Regions from separate parts of the Macaca mulatta genome. Here regions 2 and 3 are each linked to region 1. The links are chromatin contacts, called in public Hi-C maps. All regions are on one chromosome and are shown on one strand. Each heading gives the region's core, a stretch centred on a gene start, on an enhancer-like site or on the middle of the called end of the contact. The rest is flanking DNA. Distances are from core to core; before and after follow the strand shown. Region 1 holds the start of SYNCRIP (synaptotagmin binding cytoplasmic RNA interacting protein). Region 2 holds the start of SNX14 (sorting nexin 14). Region 3 has its middle 34 kb from the start of SYNCRIP.

Region 1 (3,562 bases), core at 749-3,248:
ATCAGGAGGCTATGCCATTAGTACAGGTGGTAGATAATGGTGGCTTTACCTGGGTGGTTGCAACATACAGATAAATGGAGATATATTTGGGAGACAGAATTGACAGGACTTGATTAACTGATATGGCAGTGTAGAGAAGGAAGTGCCTTGAATGGTCAGCTACAGCAATTCATGTGGGGGATGTTCATTGAGATGGGAACTCTGTACATGGAAGACTGGGGGAAGATCACGTGCTCAGTTTCTTGAAATGCCGATCTGGAGTGCCTGAAAGCCCACATAAACGTTGAGGGCTTGGCTAGAAAAAGGAATTAGATGTCAGAGAAGAGCTAGAGATTTTAATTTGGGAGTCTTTACCCAGGTCAAGGCACTTTTTAAAAAAAAATTTAACACCCAGGAAGGTCTAAACAAAGTGTTGTACGTTTCAGACCATTTTAATTCTTGTTTAATCTATATAGTATGACTCTATTTTCATAGTTTTCTCTTAAACATTTTGTTTTTCATGTATATCATTAACCACAACCTCTGCGTTGTGAACAAAAATCCCTAAAGCTGAAGTAGCTGAATACCACATATGTTTGACAGTAAGGAATCTGGGGTGGTGATCTCAAATCCTTACTAAACAGGTTGGCTATGTGGTGCTTTGGGTAAAACGTACTTCATATTTGATCCAGGTAGCTATGAAAATAATCTAGCATTTTATGTGCTTGTGCACTTTGAAGAGCGCTTATCTAACTTTTCCTCAAACCACTGATTTGTTATAGTACAGAGTTCATCTGGGGAACCAGTAAGCTCTTAAAAATAAGCTTTTTAATCAAAAGGACATTACTATTTTTCATTACAGCTGCCCGGTATAAAATTAGTATCCATATCGCGTCTGTAATTCAAATGCCTTTGTCTTCTTTCTTGTACCTAGTAAACGATTACAAAGGAAATGTCACTTCACCTAAGACTTAGTTGCCAAGGTTTTTTTTTTTTTTTTTTTTTTTAAAAGAGACATTTTTCTCAAAGTTGTTCTAACCACGCAGCGTTGTGCTGTTTCAAGTTGCTCAAACTGTGCCAGGAGGAAGCCCTTAACTGCTTAAAAGGCCAGGGACTGAAACGGAGTATTGCACAACCCTTCACCACCGGGCGGTTTCGCTTCCAAATCTGGCCTTCGTGTCATCCCAAGGCGGGAGCCGCTCCTCGCTCCACTGGAGCCAGCCCTATTCCCCCTTCAAAAGCAGCCGGGGTTTCCTCGTCCAAGCCTGGGGCGCCCCTCCCTTCGCCCAAGGTTCCCGTGAAAGCCGAGCCGCGCGGCTGCGAGGAGGCCCCATTGTCCAGCTGGAGAGACCGAGTCTCGGGGGGCGACTCTCGCACTCAAGTACCGCCGGTCCGGCAGACCAAAGGTCCGCGGGTCTCCGCGCCGCTCCCCTCCCCCGCGGCCCCATTGTCTGCCTCGCCCCGCCCCGGGGGACACGTGCGCCTGCAGCTTCCCGAGGAGGAGAGTGCGGGGCGGTGGCAGTGGCGTGGACACCGCCTGGAACGGCTACGCGGTCGCGGAGCCGGGGGCGGGGGCCCGGCGCGCACAGACCGGTGGGTGCCCTCCGGGAAGCGGCAGTCGCACTCAGCGCCCACAGCACTCTGCAACGCCAGCCCCGGACTGGGCAGGGATGGGGCGGGCGGGAGCTCGGTGGGGGTGGCGTGCGCGTGGTGTCGCGGTGGGGGTGGGGCGGGGCGGGGTGGGGAGATGCCAGTCTCCTGACAAAGGAGAACGAGTGGGACACGCTGAGCCGGCCCACCCCGCCTGGAGGGGAGCGGGAGGGGGAGTGTCGGGAGGGGAAGGGGCGGGCCTTTCATTCAGTCTCGGCCCCTCCGCCGCCGCCGCCGCCGGAGCGGAAGGGCGGGGTCTTGTGCCTCCCCCACCCCCCACCTAAGCGGTGAGGAGCGGGGAAGGCGGTGCGGCGTGGGGGGCGGAGCCCGCGGGCGCGCGTCCCGAGGCGTAGGCTACGTCGTCACGTCAGCGCGGGAGAGAGAAAGAGAGGAGCCGACTCGGCAGGGACTGGGGGACGGGGCCGAGAGTGCGAGCAAGCAAGGGAGGGAGTGAGGGAGCGTGCAAGCCAGAAGGGGAAAGGCGGCCACTCGTGCCTGAGCGACCGCAGAGGGGAGTGGGAGCGGTGGGGGAAAGGAAGGGGGGGCGGGAATAAGACAGGCTGAGAGAAGGCGGACAGAGGCTAGTGGTGGTGGTGGTGGTAGTGGGAGAAGGAGGAGCTGGAGGAGGGCAGGGGCTGAGGGAGTGAGTGAGTGAAGCGGACGCGCGAGAGAGGGGAGGGAAGGGAAGGGAAAGGAAGGGGGGGTCACGCGGGGGCGCGCGCGCGCACCGGGAGCGCGCTCGGAGGCGAGTGGAACTGGATCGGGTTTGCTGCCAGCGGCGTGAGCTTCGGCCGCCATTTTACAACAGCTCCACTCGCGCCGGACACAGGGAGCAGCGAGCACGCGTTTCCCGCAACCCGATACCATCGGACAGGATTTCTCCGCCTCAGCCCAACGGGGAGGTAACGACCGCCAGAACCCCGGTCTGGGAGGGGAGCTCCATGACATTGTGGAGTGAGCTGGGGGAGGGTGGCGCGGGGAGAAACCGGCTTTTCTGGAAAATGGATTCCAAGGGGGAGAAGAGCACGTTGACTGGGGCTGCCTGGGAGTAGGCCGCAGCCCGCGCCGCCACTTCCTCCTCTCCATGTGCTGCTGCGGTTCGGGCTTTGTCTGCGGCGCTCTGGGAGGAGGCGCCTCCACGGTCCCGTGGCCCGCACGGACCGCGAGCGGCTTCAGAGTTGGTGCTGTCGTGGCGGTCGCCGCGGCGCGGGAGTGGGCGGAGAGGAGTGGGTCTCGTCCCGCAGCCGTGCGGCGAGCTTGGGCGGTGCTCACAGTTCCGCGGGCGTTGGGCTGTTCACGGAACGCCCTCACGCTGCTGGGTTGCCGGGCCGGCGCCGCAGTCACTGCACGGAGGAGTAAGGGGTGGGGACCTGCACCGCGCGCCACGGGTCACGTCTCGGCCGGGCGGGCGGGCGGCCGGGGGTCGCCGGCGCCCGGGGAGCGCCCGGGGCGGAGAGCCATGTGTCACGGCGGAGACGGCAGCGCTGGGGGGCGGGGAGAGCCTGTGGCCTGGCGCCGCCACTGCCTCGGTGTTTAGGGGCGAGATTGTGCTGCTGCAGCTTTCTGGGGGCTCCGACTGCGGCTTCGGGTTGATGTTGGGAACCAGTGATGGTCGTCTTGGTTTGGGATTCGTTGGGTTTCCGTTGAAGGAAGTTGTAGGACATTGGAAGGCGCAGAGCACGTGTTTCTAATGGGCTCCTGGCGGCCGCAGTGGTGAGACTGCCGCTCTCGGTGCGGAGTCAGGGGCGGGCTTTGGGGTGCGGGGTTGAAGGGTGGAGAAATTGGGTGGTGGGAAGGTGGCTTGTATGAGCGCTTTGTTCTTCGCTGGCTGTTGTTACCGATCTATAAGCGGCAGGCGGGAAAAGCGCGCACTTTGGGGGTTTATCTTTGAGAGAGACGAGCCCAGTTTTGCTTTCTCCACACACACCTCATT
Region 2 (3,562 bases), core at 291-2,790, 50 kb after region 1:
ACTCAACATACACCTCATATATTTTAGTATAAACAGATAATTCAAAGACGCTTAACTGCCAAAGTGAAATAAATGTTTAAATATGTATCTAGAAACATTTTTAAAAAGTGGTAAGCTTTCCTGTGATGTTACATTGTAGTCTTTTAAATGGTTTAGCCACAAACGGAAAAGTGTATTTGTGATGTTTAGACAATACCTAATCGTGAGGATCAGTGAAATTGTTTACTTTTATACACCACTGTGGAATTGGTACCACCATTTTGCAAAGCAGTTTGACTATCAAGAATATTTGTTTTTACACCCTTTGACCCAGTAATTGTATTAAAGTTGATTCTAAATAATTAGAAATGTGCATAGGTTTATGATCAAGTATGGTAATATCAGTGGACTTTAGTGGTTAGCAATAATGGAACAAAGGATGGTACATTCTGATAAAGGAAAATAATGCATCATTAAAGATCCATGTTTTTGTAATACGGTAAAATATTCATGAAACTACATACACCATTAAAAAAATTTGTTTCCCCACTTTGAAGGGTAAGATCCTAGGAAAGAGAGATGACAGGCGCAGGCTTTGTCCTTAGAACGTGTTCAAATCCCGGTTTTGTTAGTTTTATGATCCTAAGTTCCTCTGTCTCAGTAATTTACCTGTATAATGATTGAAACTATATTACTGTACCTATACCATGGGGTGAATGCATGAAGGTCAAATTAAAGTGCTTAGTGCCCCGCCTAAGTAAATTTTAGCGATAATAGTCTTACAGAAATAAAAATGTAGAAATGTGATGAATTAGTAAAGGGAAAACCCCATGAGACTCTATAAGACGGATTTTACCTAATCTGCCAACCTGCCTCGTCCAAGCACTCGGATTTTGGTTGGGTTCCCGAAGCCGGCGTGAATTGAGCTCTACCTTGCCCGTGAGCGCGCAAAAGAGATTTTGTTGGTGGGGTGGCGGCCTGGTGAGTTGTATTCTTTATTCTAGGGTTGTTTTACTCGCCACCCACCTGGCCCCCAACACGCCCCCTTTAAAATACCGACTCAAAGGTCCTCCCATCCCCCTCTCCCTTAGGCGTCACGCAAAGCTCGGACCTGGGCCGACCCGGAACCGAGTGTACGGTGAGGCGCGGAACGTTGCGGGGTCGGGGAAGCGCTATCACCCGCTCCATCCCTGTGCAGGTTCGTATCACGAAGACTACAGTTCCCAGCAGACTCCACGAGCTCCGGTTGCCTCTCAGGCAGCGCCCGGCGGCTACGGGAGGCTGTAATTTCTTCTGGGCTCGCCACAACCTTCTTCCCTCTCCTCCGCAATACAGCAGTTACCGGGTCCTGGGGCTGTCCTTTGATTTCCGGAAATGGCCAGTCGCCAGTGTTGTCAGAGTTTCCACGGAAGACTGCGCGCTACTCCGGCCAGGAGGGCGGAGCGGCGAGACGCTAGAGGCCGTGCGCTGGGTGACGACTTCGGGCACGTTCTACGGCCGTTCATCTGGTCGGCTGGGGACGGCGGCCGCGCACGCGCGGCGGGGGGCATGGGGCGTGGGGCTGGGCCCAGCCGGACGCGACCGCAACCTGCGGCGCCTGACTGCCGGTAGGCGGCTGTGTGTGTGCGCCGCCGAGTCGGTGGGGCGGGGACGCGAGGTGTGGATGGGGGCTCTCCTTGACCTCTGGCTTAGCTAGTAGCGCAACCTCGGCCTCGCAGTTACGGAGATGGTGCCCTGGGTGCGGACGATTGGGGAGAAGCTGAAGCAGCGGCTGCGGCTGGACGTGGGACGCGAGATCTGCCGCCAGTACCCGCTGTTTTGCTTCCTGCTGCTCTGTCTCAGCGTCGCCTCCCTGCTTCTTAACAGGTAACGCCGCAGCGCGGAGCCGGGGCGGCGGCTTTTCTCCGAAGCTGCGGACTCCCGGCCAGTGCTGCTTAACCGTGCAGAAACCGCGTAGCTGCGGGACTGGGGTCCAGTGGGGAGAGCGAGCTCCGCAGAGGAGCGGCCTCGGGGAGCTCGGCCGAGCGTTGGGGCCGGAAGCACAGGCCGGTGGGGTGGGGTTGATTGCCTCCTTTCCCGAGGCTGCTTCGTCTCCTGAGCTACCTTTTTCTCATCCATTTCTCAAAACGAGTCCTTCATCTTCGTTGCTTTTCAAAAGTGAAATCCGTGTGTCGACTCAAATTGAGACTGTACAGAGACAGTCAAGTCAGCTCACGGAGGAGGTTTCGATCGTAGCCGCAATTTTAGGCAAAATCCGCACACCCCCAGCGCGTTCTTCCATCCCCCCACTCCCCACACCCTCAGCTTGCAGCTGAAGCTTTTCCCGCAGTATTGTTGAATAAAACAGACGGCCATAAAGATTTGTTGGACAGAAATCAGAAAGCAAAGTGGTACCTGTCGCAACGTCCCTAGAATATTCTTAAGAGGACTTGATGCCCCCTCCCCCACCACAAAAAACCTGAAATATTCCGAAAGGTTAAAGTTGGTAAATTCAGTTGACATTTTGAAGTCAGAAGATTCTGCCCTCGAAAGAGACTTGTTTTCCTTAATTTTGCTGTTTCAAGAAATTGTTGCGATGCAATTGGTAGTATAGGAGACTTTTCCATTAAAATTAACACCAGATTTGCTTTTGGTGGAAGAAAATCTGAGAGTTGTCATTGACATTACTGTTTTCTCTGATGTTTTGAACAGACAGCCATTCTTACTCTATCTTTTTTTTTTTTTTTTTTTTTTTTTTTTTTTTTGAGACGGAGTCTCGCTATGTCGCCCAGGGTGGAGTGCAGTGGCCGGATCTCAGCTCACTGCAAGCTCCGCCTCCCGGGTTTTTACGCCATTCTCCTGCCTCAGCCTCCCGAGTAGCCGGGACTACAGGCGCCCACCACCTCGCCCAGCTAGTTTTTTGTATTTTTTAGTACAGACGGGGTTTCACCGTGTTAGCCAGGATGGTCTCGAACTCCTGACCTCGTGATCCGCCCATCTCGGCCTCCCAAAGTACTGGGATTACAGGCTTGAGCCACCGCGCCCGGCCTACTCTTTATCTTAAGGTAGTTGATTCCCAAGGATAGCAACGGAGGAATGCACAAGGAATTTGGTAGCTTCATTTTTCTCTGGCATAACCGTTATTTGTGACTATGTTGAAGTTGGAGTTCTTCCTTAGAAGTGGCCTTGCTTTCTTGTTGATTCTTGGTTTAAATATTATTGAGCTTAAATAGTAGTTGATGTTTTACTGAGAAGTGTGCTTTGTAATGGTGAGATGTTTGAACTGTAGAAGTGTGGGAGAAGTGGGATCCTTAACAGAGGGAAAACTAATTATTATTTGGTTTCTGTCATCTGGAAGGTATTCCAAGCTAGACTAACAGGTTTAGTACAAAAGACATGTAAGCTTAATATGATTTTTATTTTATTTTTTTTGAGATGGGGTCTCACTCTCTTGCCCAGGCTGGAGTGCAGTGATGGGGTCTCGGCTCACTGCAACCGCCATCTCCCGGGTTCAAGTGATTCTCATGCCTCAGCCTCCAGAATAGCTGGGACTACAGGTGGGCACCACCATGCCCGGCTAATGTTTTTGTATTTTTAGTAGAGA
Region 3 (3,562 bases), core at 296-2,795, 34 kb before region 1:
CTCCCAAAGTCCTGGGATTACAGGTGTGAGCCACTGCACCCAGCCGCAACCTGTACTTTTGTATAAAAGTAGTTGATTAAGGCCAGGCATAGTGACTCACGCCTGTAATCCCAGCACTTTGGGAGGCCAAGGCGGGCAGATCACTTGAGGTCAGGAGTTCGAGATCAGCTTGGCCAACATGGTGAAACCCCATCTCTACTAAAAATACGAAAATTAGCCTGGCATGGTGGCATGAGCCTTTAATCCCAGCTACTTGGGAGGCTGAGGCAGGAGAATCGCTTTAACCCAGGAGGCGGATGTTGCAGTGAGCCAAGATCACGCCACTGCACTCCAGCCTGGGTGACAGAGCAAGACTGTCTCAAAAAACAAAATAAATAAAATAAAAACAAAAGTACAGTTTGGGAATTGTTGCTAATAGTTCATTAGTTTAATTGCTTCAATGAGAACATTAGCATTAAACACACTAAACTACTCTGGAACAATAGTAAGGTATACTCTTTGAGATATATCTTAATTCTGACTTGAATTTCATTGCTGATGGAGATTCTGAGTTTATACTACATTTCTTTTTCAAAAGTGAATGTACATTGACTAGCCCTTAAAAAAAAAAGAAAAAAGCAGCCAGGCGTGGTGGCATGCCTGTAATCCCCGCTACTCGGAAGGCTGAGGCAGGAGAATCGCTTGAGCCCAGGAGTTTAAGACCAGCCTAGGCACAGCAAGACCCCGTCTCAAGAGAAAGAAAGAGAAGGAGAGAAACGGAGGAAGGGAGAGAAAAACAAAGGAAGTAAGGGAGGGAGAGAGGGAGACAAACATTGTTCAGTTTGGCCACATGCCCAGAAATATTAGGATAGTTTTGAAATTCATGGACTTGTCCCCACATATTGATATAGCTCACTTTCTTGAAGGATGTTGTTTGCTTTCAATTCAATCTGTTCCTCAGGAGATTGAACCATACTGATAGACTAAGTGTGTGATGATTCAGAAATATACTAAGGTTTGCATTCATTTGTTCATTGAACAAATATCCTGAATGCCTACCATGTATAGGTACTATCCTAGGCACGAAAGATACAGTAGTGAACCAAACAAAAACCTCTGCTCTTGTGGAACTTACATTGTAGGTAGACGAGAAGGACATTATATAATAAATTATAAACTATGTTAAAAAATGAGAAGTGACACAAAAAATAGAATATGAGATATTGGGACTGGGTTTGGGGAGATAATTAGTATTGCAGTTTCAAATGGGGATTCTCTCATCTAAGAGGCAATTGAAGTAAATGGGGTTGACAGAATAGGCTTCAATGAAAAGGTGAGATTAATTAAGCAGAGATTTACATGTGTGCGTAGCTCAATCTCTCACCTAACAGAGGGTGAGAGATTGATCTGTGCATATATCTGGGAAAAGTGCATTTCCATAGCAGTGGCCCATAAGAAGGAGCATGCATAGTGAGAAAGGAAGCAAGGCATGCACCTTATGTAGGGCTTAATGTGTCATTGAAAGGATTTCACTCTTAGTCAAATGGGAACCACTGTGAAAGAAAACACAGAAACTCCAAGTATGATTCATACACATCAAAATCTACGAACCCTACCCCTAGGGCCCAGATTGTGGCCTCTAAATACCACTTACCACTAAAAGGAAATAGATCTGAGACAGGAAATGTACAAGATTAGCTTGTTGTACCTTGCTATAGCAGGTAGCAAGACTGTTAGAGTTGTGTTAAAAGAACTCAGGAGGCCAAGCACGGTGGCTCATGCCTGTAATCCCAGTGAGGACTTGAGGTCAGGAGTTCGAGACCAGCCTGGCCAACATGGTAAAACCCCATCTCTACTAAAAATACAAAAATTAGCTGGGCATGGTGGCGGGTGCCTGTAATCCCAGCTACTCAGGAGGCTGAGGCAGAAGAATCGCTTGAACCTGGGAAGCGGAGGTTGCAGTAATCTGAGATCTCACCACTGCACTCCAGCCTGGGTGACAGAGGGAGATCCATCTCAAAAGAAAAAAGGAACTCAGGAGTCAACTTGGAGAGTCTCTCACTTTCCAAAGATGGAAAATTTGACTATTATTGAGCTGTAATAGAGAAAAAGACATAAAATGTCTTCAAATCTATGAATTCAGAATGATGCTTTTAAAAACTGAATTTAGTAGTGTTAAAGGATGCTAATCATCAGTTTCAGAACTGCAAATAAAGGGACTTTCCAATACCAACTGTACTGACATAATCAAATAAAAAGTGATAAAAAGTTTGTCTTTATTGATATATTCCAGTTAACAATGAAAAAAGATTGGCGTAATTCGATCATCATTTTGCAACATTCTAATGAATTAATATATATAGGCAATAAATATCAACAACTGCTAACATCCAAAAAAGAGGTGATGAAATATTATATGTCCCTGAAGAAAGAATTTGACACTGCCTATTTCAGACTCTTGTCTGAAAACAATAAAAATGAATATGAATTTGATAAAGCCTCTGGATATAATTACCAATTTACAGATGACAGAGGAAAATGTTAAACTACATTACAGAGATACAATCAGCAAAATCCAGACTATGGAAAACTCTACAAATGATTTCTATAACAAATAAATTGCAAGGAAAGAAACCAACAAGAGATGAATGGGTAACCTATAAATCAGGAAACTGAGAAGATATATCAACATTCTCAATGTTTGCATCCCAGTTGGATTCTCATTCAATATTGTAAAAAAAAAAAAAAAGATAACATTTATGAGATACATGCTTAAATACAGGCTATTTCATGTTTCAAAAAATAATTGGGACTTTGTTAGGTGTGATAATGGCATTGTGGCTCTTTTTGTTGTTAAAGAGGCTGTATCTTTTAGACATACTGAGTTATTTATGGATGAAATGATTTGATGTCTGAGATTTGTTTCAAAATAATGCAGAAAACAAAGGAAGTGGTTGAAGGGTATAGATGAAACAAGATTAGCCTGAAGTTGATAATTGTTAATGTTGGATGATGGGCTCTTGGGAGTTTATTATACTCTTTCTCTATTTTTGTACTTGTTTGAAATTTATAGAATAAAATTTTTTTAATCTGTGAATTTTTTAAGTTGACTTAATTTCTAACAAGATACTGTGTTTCTTCACAATTTGATTTTATTGTGTTCTAGCTAGTGCTGTAACAGAACAGGGCCCTTTCCTGCTGCCACAAACATAGCCCACCTGTCCATATAGATATATAATGTCTTCATGATTCTACAGTGCTCTCATGTGTTCTCCTAGTGATTAAATTCAGAGTATTCCAGTCAGAGCATATGCTTTAGAGACACTTTACATGCATTAAATGAAATAATGCAGACCAGGTGAGGTGGCTCACGCCTGTAATTCCAGCACTCTGGGAGGCTGAGGTGGGCGGATCACTGGATGTCAGGAGTTCAAGTCCAGCCTGGCCAACATGGTGAAACCCCATCTCTACTAAAAATCTAAAAATAGCCGGGCGCGGTGGCTCATGCCTGTAATCCCAGCACTTTGGGAGGCCGAGGCGGGCGGATCACAAGGTCAGGAGATCGAGACCATCCTGGCTAACA

Evidence for each region. A called contact is a pair of places that touch in the nucleus more often than the background predicts.
Region 2: a Hi-C map of liver shows a contact between it and region 1, with 1.9 times the contacts expected there. The contact joins the promoter of SNX14 here to the promoter of SYNCRIP in region 1. A contact is called at or near these places in 4 of 14 Hi-C or Micro-C datasets (CD4 T cells, fetal cortex germinal zone, fetal cortical plate and 1 more).
Region 3: a Hi-C map of blood shows a contact between it and region 1, with 3 times the contacts expected there. The contact joins the enhancer-like site here to the promoter of SYNCRIP in region 1. A contact is called at or near these places in 7 of 14 Hi-C or Micro-C datasets (CD4 T cells, blood, cortical neurons and 4 more).

What each region holds. Positions count from the first base shown.
Region 1 is chr4:100,190,921-100,194,482 of T2T-MMU8v2.0, forward strand. SYNCRIP (synaptotagmin binding cytoplasmic RNA interacting protein) reads left to right here and starts at 1,999. Exons shown (of 11, transcript NM_001193845.2): 1 at 1,999-2,531.
Region 2 is chr4:100,241,864-100,245,425 of T2T-MMU8v2.0, forward strand. SNX14 (sorting nexin 14) reads left to right here and starts at 1,541. Exons shown (of 29, transcript NM_001257900.1): 1 at 1,541-1,845. The coding sequence starts at 1,706.
Region 3 is chr4:100,157,521-100,161,082 of T2T-MMU8v2.0, forward strand. It overlaps the pseudogene LOC144340611. Among named protein-coding and RNA genes, the nearest start is that of SYNCRIP, 34 kb to the right of the region's middle. Within about 2 kb of position 1,546, at least 4 of the 40 cell types and tissues checked have an H3K27ac peak or open chromatin away from gene starts, as enhancers often do. A contact at or near this core is called in blood, where this site is marked.